2 separate regions of the Mus musculus genome follow, and region 2 is linked to region 1. The links are chromatin contacts, called in public HiChIP or PLAC-seq maps. All regions are on one chromosome and are shown on one strand. Each heading gives the region's core, a stretch centred on a gene start, on an enhancer-like site or on the middle of the called end of the contact. The rest is flanking DNA. Distances are from core to core; before and after follow the strand shown. Region 1 has its middle 12 kb from the start of Zcchc24. Region 2 holds the start of Anxa11 (annexin A11).

Region 1 (3,796 bases), core at 713-3,212:
GACTTCTGCAGAATAAAATACTCTTTGCATTTACATACTATTTGAGTCTGGAGTACCATTCTTCGGTGAAATCCTGGGCCCTTATACCATGTGCTGGAAATAAGACCATCAATGAAAAATAGGAAAGTCTGTAAGCTCCCACTTTACAGGAGGGACTTAGACTATAAGTAAGTAAATGTGATAAACAGCACATTAGACTGTGTGAACACTGGTAAGGCCCATTGCTGAGCACAAAACACACTCTGGTTGCAAGACAGAGCCATCAAGCTGGAACTAACTGAGAACTTCCTTATAGCTGGCTAAATTCCATAGTCCTGAAATGTGCTATGCACACCACCGGGGGAGAAAAGCCATCAATAATATTACCCTGCATCTTCCATTATGAACCTGTCAGGAAAGCTGTACCCTTTGATGCAATAGTGGTAATTGGTTTTAATTCCAAGTGAGACCTGAGCCATAGGAAGGAACTCATACCTGGTACCATAAACATGGCCACATGCCTATGGCTAGGACAGTCATAGGTCCAAGGTAATACCTACAACTGTTACCTTGCTATGTGGTTGTGTTGTTAAATATCGACGGATGGATGGGTATATGGATGGATGCATAGATAGATAGATTGGTAGGTAGAGGTGGATAGGTAAATAGATATGAATGGATAGATAGAAAGATAAATGATTGATACATACATACATACATACATACATACATACATAGGAAGGGATAGATGATAGATAGATAGATAGATAGATAGATAGATAGATAGATAGATAGATAGATAGATAGATAGTGCTGGCCTCAACTAAAGTGGAAACTTAAATGTCTTTGTAAAGTCAGTTGTGTTGGATGGGGTTTTGCTGGGGCAGACACAGGTGAAAGGATGTTCTGCTAAAGCAAGCACGTGAAACGACATGTGGCCGGGCATGGTGGCGCTCGCCTTTAATCCCAGCACTCGGGAGGCAGAGGCAGGTGGATTTCTAAGTTCAAGGCCAGCCTGGTCTACAGAGTGAGTTCCAGGACAGCCAGGGCTACACAGAGAAACCCTGTCTCGAAAAAAAAAAAAAAAAAAAGAAAGAAAGGAAGGAAGGAAGGAAGGAAGGAAGGAAGGAAGGAAGGAAGGAAGGACATGTGGTGAAGGGTTCTTTGCTAATGACATGAATGTATTGGAATGCACCAAAAACCTTCTGGTGGTGTGCTGCAGTTTCTTGCTGCTTCCAAGGTCTCAGGCTGATTGGCAGAGTGATGTCAGCTAAGAGAGACCCACGTGCTGAGGCCAGACCCGTGGAGAACATGTGATGTTTGGAGGTGTATAGAAAGGACCCAACAGACAGTGACAGGGACTGAGCTTGGCTTGCTTATAGAGCTAGCTGTGCGACGCTTGTGGATCTCAGGCCTTCCTGATCATCTCTTCGCTGAGAGAGGCACAGCTGAGAACTTTTCCTGGCATTCCTGTTGGCCCTGGTCCCTCCTGCTGACTTGTGCCGAGGCGGAAGCCTGCTGTTCTGCTAGGTAATGCCACCACTGCTGCTAGCCTGGCTCTACTGAACTGGATAAAGTGTTTGTGAGTGGATGGATCTGCCAGTGATGACTCCTGTGAACTGAACTGTTGATTTCCTGACAATGCAGATGGGATTTGCTCCAAAGATCCCTTTCAAAACAGGTCACTATCCCTGTACCCTTTTTTCTCCACTCCTCTGGTGGGTGGTGAGCTGAAAGGAAGGTTGAAGTGTTTAAGAGCCATCATTAAAAGTAGGATTTGGAAAAAAATTAAAGTTACACTCAACCTCAAACCAAAAATACCTTCTCTCTTCCGTGATCAGCAACAAGCGCAGAGAGCCATAAGTGGCCAAAGTGCTAAAAGCAGTGACTATTGCGTGCTTTCAGCGCTAAATGGGACCTCTCTACCAACCCTGCCCCCAAGACCCAGGAAGCAGCGGGGAAGAGAGGGGGGAGAGTGTGTAAGAGCTGTAAAATGCTGTCTTCCGGACATGATCTAGTCATTACACACATGAGCTTACCGCTGCTATGGCTACCCACCGAGATCAAGCCAACAAGATTAGTCAACGTTCTGACAGGCAGCCCTGACTGACCTCCGTGTGCTGTTAAAAAAGAAAGCAAAAAGGAGAAATGAATTTGGTGTGTCATTTAAAAACAAAAATAAGAGCCATGAAGCCGGGAGGGGGACATGTTCAGAGTACGGGGAGGGGAGGGGCTGGGATGGATATGATTGGCATTCCTTGATTGCATGTATGAACGTATCAAAGGATAAAGAAGAGAGATTAGATTAAGAAAAATCAAGAGTAGCAAAGCAAGAAAGTGGGATAGAAAAGTCCAGGTGGGGGGGTTGAGCCTACAGCTTAGCTGGTGGGATCCTGGGCCAGCATCCATAAAGCCCTCGACTCAACCTCCAGAATCCAGGCACCGTGGTACAGGCCTGTAACACTTGAGGAAGACAGAAGGATAAGCAGTTCCAGGTCATCCTCAGCAGCATAGTGAGCTTGAGGCAAGCCTGTGGCACCTGAAACCGTGTCTCCAAGGGAAGAAAAGGAGGAGGGGGGGAGGGGAGGAAGAAGAAGAGCCTTGATCTTAGCTTCTTGGGAGTCTGAGGCAGGTGGATCACAAATTTAAGGCCCAAACCAGGAGTGATGGCACACACGCTTAATCCCAGCACTCAGGATGCAGAGGCAGAGGCAGGCAGATCTCTGAGTTCAGAGCCTGGTCTACAGAGTGAGCTCCTGGAAGCCAAGGCTACACAGAGAAAACCTTTCTCAAAATAATAAAATGAAATGAAATGAAATGAAATGAAATAAAATAAAATAAAATGAAATAAAATAAAATAAAATAAAATAAAATAAAATAAAAGCAAGGCCTACCTGGGCTACATAAGGAATCACTGTCTCAAACTAAAAGAAAAAGTCAAGTCAAGAATTGCTTTAATGAGCCAGGCAGTGGTGACACACACCTTTAATCCCAGCACTTGGGAGGCAGAGACAGACAGATTTCTGAGTTCGAGACCAGCCTGGTCTACAGGACAGCCAGGGCTACACAGAGAAACCCTGCTCGAAAAACCAAAAAAAAAAAAAAAAAAAAAAAAAGAATTGCTTTAATGAAGCCATTGGAAATAGCCTCTCTGAGAATTGACAAATGAAGACTTGAATAAAAAGGTGAAGAAAGGCGCAGTTTGGAAATATTAGGAGGAAGATGGTCCATGGCCAGAAATCAGAAAGCCAAAGGTTGCAAGGTGGAACCGTGTCTCAAATGTCCAGGGAACATAAAGAAGAGCCAAGGAACCCAGGGGACATGGAGGCCAGTGAAGGGTAGGGGACAGGAGGGAGGAAGGGAGGGAGGGAGGGAGGGAGAGAGAGAGAGAGAGAGAGAGAGAGAGAGAGAGAGAGAGAGAGAATTGCAGAGCTTCACGGGGCCCTGCAAAGATGGGAGCTCCCATTGTGAGTGGGTTGGAGGGATCCCCGTGGGTCCTGAGTGAAGTGGCACCATCTGAACAAGCCTAAAAGCCGGCAAGGGAAGGATACACACTGGGCAGTGACCACTGCCCACATCCAGGCAAGAGGTGCCAGGGCTTGCAGAGAAGAGCTGCTTCGTGGCTGGGTGGTACATAGGGGCCATTTGGCTGTGTCCCTAAAGCAGAGATGATGGCATTAAGACAAAGCAGAGCTGTGGAGTCTCAGGCAGCATGAGGCATCCTGGGCTTGCTGGCATGCCGTGTGACTTCTCAGCCTCCAGAATGGTGAGCACTACCTATCCCTCCTCCTCTGTCTGCATTTGGTTTCTGCCCTGT
Region 2 (3,796 bases), core at 560-3,059, 61 kb after region 1:
TTTTAAGATTTATTTATCTATTTATTAAATGTTCTGCCTGCCTACAAGTCAGGAGAGGGCACTAGTCCTCATTACAAATGCTTGTGAGCCACCATGTGGTTGCTGGGAATTGAACTCATGACCTCTGGAAGAGCAGACAGTGCTCTTAACCTCTGAGCCATCTCTCCAGCCTGGAGGTTTTCTATGTGATGTTTTGTGTTAGGTTTCAAACCCTGGACCCTCAGAATTCCTCAGTCCTTACCTTACAGCCTGTGGCTGGCATACCCTGCCTTACCTTACAGCCTGTGGCTGGCATACCCTGCCTTACCTTACAGCCTGTGGCTGGCATAACCTGCCTTCTACCCACAACTCTGCAGGCCACGGTACAGGGCTGCTTTTCTCTACATAATATAATGATTTTAGTTACCCCTCCCCCTTTATTTTGTACCTTTAGCTTCTAGCTGCTGTACCTGGTTCTCCTCTCTCACCCATCTCCTTTCCCCTCCCCACTCTCCTCACAAGGCTCTGGGTCATGACCATTCTGGATTCTCCCAGATGTGTCTGCCTTTGACTATGTCTCTTTTTTCTCTACAATAAACCTTCTCCTTCACCATACCTAGGAGTAATCATGTTCCTCTGCTATTTATTTATTTATTTATTTATTTATTTATTTATTCATTCACTCTGAAACCTTAAGCCTGAGTTTCCCGCTGTGAGGCAGTAGCCTGGCAGGCTAGCTCATTCCGATCTGCTGGAGCAAGCAGACCACACCTGCCAACCAGGCTTCTTCCGGCTCTTACAGTCCACTGGGCTCCTAAAATGCAAATGACAAATGGCTTGTTTGCAAATCAAAAGTGGGCCATGAAAGAAGTGTACCCCAGGTGGGAGCTAGATAGTGAAGAATCCGTAAGGGGTGGGGGGAGATCCTGTGCAGTCTTCCGAAGAACCTGGTTGGTCCTGGGGCGTCAGTTGAAAGGACACTCGAATATAAAGTGAGGGGAAAAAAAAATACTGCAATCCTGTTTTATAAACAAATACATTTGCTTAAGCACAGCAAGCAACACAAACGTAGAAGTGTGTTGAACATCTGGAAGGAGGTGCCTAAATGTGAGCTGGGGAGAGTAAGAGACTTAATTTTTATTTTTAAATGTTACACAATCATACTCACTATACTACCTTTTTCTAAATAAACAACCAACGTGGGTCTTCTCCTGTTATTAACATATTAGTATTTTTGCTACAATAGATGTACCAATATTGATGCATTGTTATTAAATCTATATATGGTCCAGATGTCATTGTTTTTTTTAACTTAGTGTCCTTTTCCCAGGATCCCATCCAAGATGTCACATTACTTAGTTTTCATATCTCCATGTGACAGCTTCTCAGACTCCTCTTGTTTTGACAACCTTGAGAGTTTTGGACAGTCCTGAGTTCCTCAATTGGGGCTTGTCTGATATTTCTGCACGATTACTATGGGGTCATGTGTCTCCAGGAGGAAGACACCACACGACAGAAGATCAATATAAATTACCACTGCTGATGTTGGCCCTGGTCACTGGTTGAGGTGGTAATTTTTTCCATTGTGAAGTTTCCTCCTGCCGTACACAGTGACTGTTTTAAGTTTTTTTTCGCTGTCAAACTCCTGAAAATAAACACCCGCGAGAATGTCCTCTCATCCTGAGGTCTAGAGCGGCTTTGCTCCGGAAAGCTCGGGGCTTCCTACAAAGCTACCACTGAAGCGCAACCCTCACCTGTGGGCGTGGTCCCACGCACCCCGCCCCTCCAGAGAGGCTCCGCCCATCTCGTGCGGCTCCGCCCCGGGGCGACAAACGCGGCCGCGCCCGGAGAGTTTTCCGCCTTGCCGGCTCCTCCTTCGACCGTGCGCAGACACTCTCGGGTTAGGATCCAGGAAAGCGGGAGTAGGAAGGAGTTGCTATCCGAGCTCAGTGTCCCGGTCCCTGGTGCCAGGTGCGTGAGGGTCCCGGCGGGCGGCTTCCGCATGAGGGGTATTCGCGCGTGGCGTGGGGTGCAATGTTCCCCCGAGGACAAGGCCCGGAGTTGAACGGGGTCAGGGCAGGTGAGCCTGGGACCGCAGGGTCCCAGGGTGTGCGAACTTGGGGGTGACTGAGGTCTTACCTCAGTGCGCTTCCGGGAGAAGCTTGAGCGGAGCCCAGCGGGCCGAGAAAGCTGTCTTTGGGAACTTTGCTCCGGAACTGCAGGGCGCGGGTTCCTGGACCTGCCACCCTGGGTTTATATAAGGCAGGCTCCTAAGCGGTCCAGAGAATGCACGATTGTGCCAGATGCCGTGTTGCCTGCCTGTCTTCCTTACCGCGTATCCAGCTAGGATCCCTCTGCCCCTGCCCCCGCTTCTCGTTCCAGAGTCTTCAAGAACGCTTGCTTGAGCTTGGCAACCCGGACGTCCCGTGGGCTCAGGCCAGTCTCCTAAAGGCGTACAAGGTGTCAAACAAATCTGGGGGAGAATAGCTAAACTCATGCTGGGCACATTCTCTTTAGAGATTTTTCTCCCCGCCGGCTAATCAGTGGGCGTCCTTGGAGATTGGGTTTCCCAGACCCTACACCTAGAGTGTCAGCCTACCTGTCTGATCCCTTTACAGGATTCAACTAGCTTGCTCCCTGCTTGCTCCGAGGCTGCCTTGCCCCGAGGCTGCCTTATTGCGGAAGAAAGCTACAAATGCGGCCCTGGGTTGGGCTGTTCAACTTTGTTGATGGCGGTGTGTGTCATTGTCGAAAGGATGACTAGACTTGGACCCAGATCCTTGCGGGGAAGGGCCAGGTGTCTTGCTCACCCTCAGCCTGCTCCCATTATTCTCCTTCATTATTTTCTTGCTTCCGTCAGTTGTTGGGAATTCCTGGAGGATTAACAGGGCTGTTCCCCCAAGGCTTTGTCTGTTCTCGGGATTCTCTAGCTGGGGAAGCAAGGTGAGCTCACCCACACAGTCTGTTGCTCTAAGACAGGTGTCCACTTCGGATTCCTCCATCCCTTCCTGATACCTCATTAATTTCTGCACTGTAAAATGAGGGTAATTATAATTCTTATTTCATAGACTCACTGTGAGGATTGTGTGAGTTAATTTGTTGTCTTGTTAATTTGGGGTGGGGGTTGTTGTTGTTTGTTTGTTTGCTTGCTTTTGAAACAAGGTCTACCAATTTAGCATTGGCTGGCCTGGAACTTGCTTTGTAGACCAGTCTGGTCCCAAACTTCAATATCAAGACTCATACAGACCTCTGCCTCCTGAGTGCTGGGATTAAAGGTTTGTGCCACCGGCCAGCAAGTTAATATTTTTAAAAAAGCATTTATATTATTTTTAGTTAAGTGTGTGTATATTCAGTTCCGCTGGAGCTGAAGTTACAAGTTGTGAACGTCCTGAGTCTGAAATCTGGTCCTCATCAAGAGCAGTATTCACTCTTATCCACGGAGAGAGCTTTCCTGTCCTATGGTTAATCTAGTTTTACCTTTCTTGTTTGTTTTTTTGTGTGTCGCCCTGACTGTTCTGGAACTCACTCTATAGACTCTGTTGGCCTTGAACTCAAAGATTTGATTGTCTATGCTTCCTGAGGGCTGGGATCAAAGTTGTATCCCACTACACCAGGCTTATTTTTACAATTTTTAAACAAATTTCATTTTGTATTTATAAGTGTTTTTGTCTTCATGTATGTCTGTGTACCATGTGGGTAGCTGGTGCCCTTGTAAGACAAAGAGGGCATTGGATACCCTTGAACCGGAGTTGTGAACTGCCATGGGGCTACAAGTGCTCTTAACTGCTGAGCCATCACTCCAGCCTCTTGAGTTGTT

The links. HiChIP or PLAC-seq counts read pairs in DNA pulled down with a chosen protein or histone mark.
Region 2: a contact with region 1 is called in a BATF HiChIP or PLAC-seq map of CD8 T cells, with 12 read pairs. The contact joins the promoter of Anxa11 here to the enhancer-like site in region 1. A contact is called at or near these places in 2 of 15 datasets of contacts at CTCF or cohesin (CD8 T cells and the NIH/3T3 cell line), 1 of 484 Hi-C or Micro-C datasets (nephron progenitors), 7 of 115 datasets of contacts at active chromatin or transcription factors (CD8 T cells, the SCID.adh cell line, effector CD8 T cells and 2 more) and 3 of 9 other capture datasets (adipose tissue, liver and pancreatic islet).

Annotation. Positions count from the first base shown.
Region 1 is chr14:25,778,774-25,782,569 of GRCm38.p6, forward strand. No RefSeq gene overlaps it. Among named protein-coding and RNA genes, the nearest start is that of Zcchc24, 12 kb to the left of the region's middle. Within about 2 kb of position 1,963, at least 67 of the 459 cell types and tissues checked have an H3K27ac peak or open chromatin away from gene starts, as enhancers often do. A contact at or near this core is called in CD8 T cells, effector CD8 T cells, memory CD8 T cells and 1 more, where this site is marked.
Region 2 is chr14:25,840,346-25,844,141 of GRCm38.p6, forward strand. It overlaps Anxa11 (annexin A11), which reads left to right and starts at 1,810. Exons shown (of 15, transcript NM_013469.2): 1 at 1,810-1,950.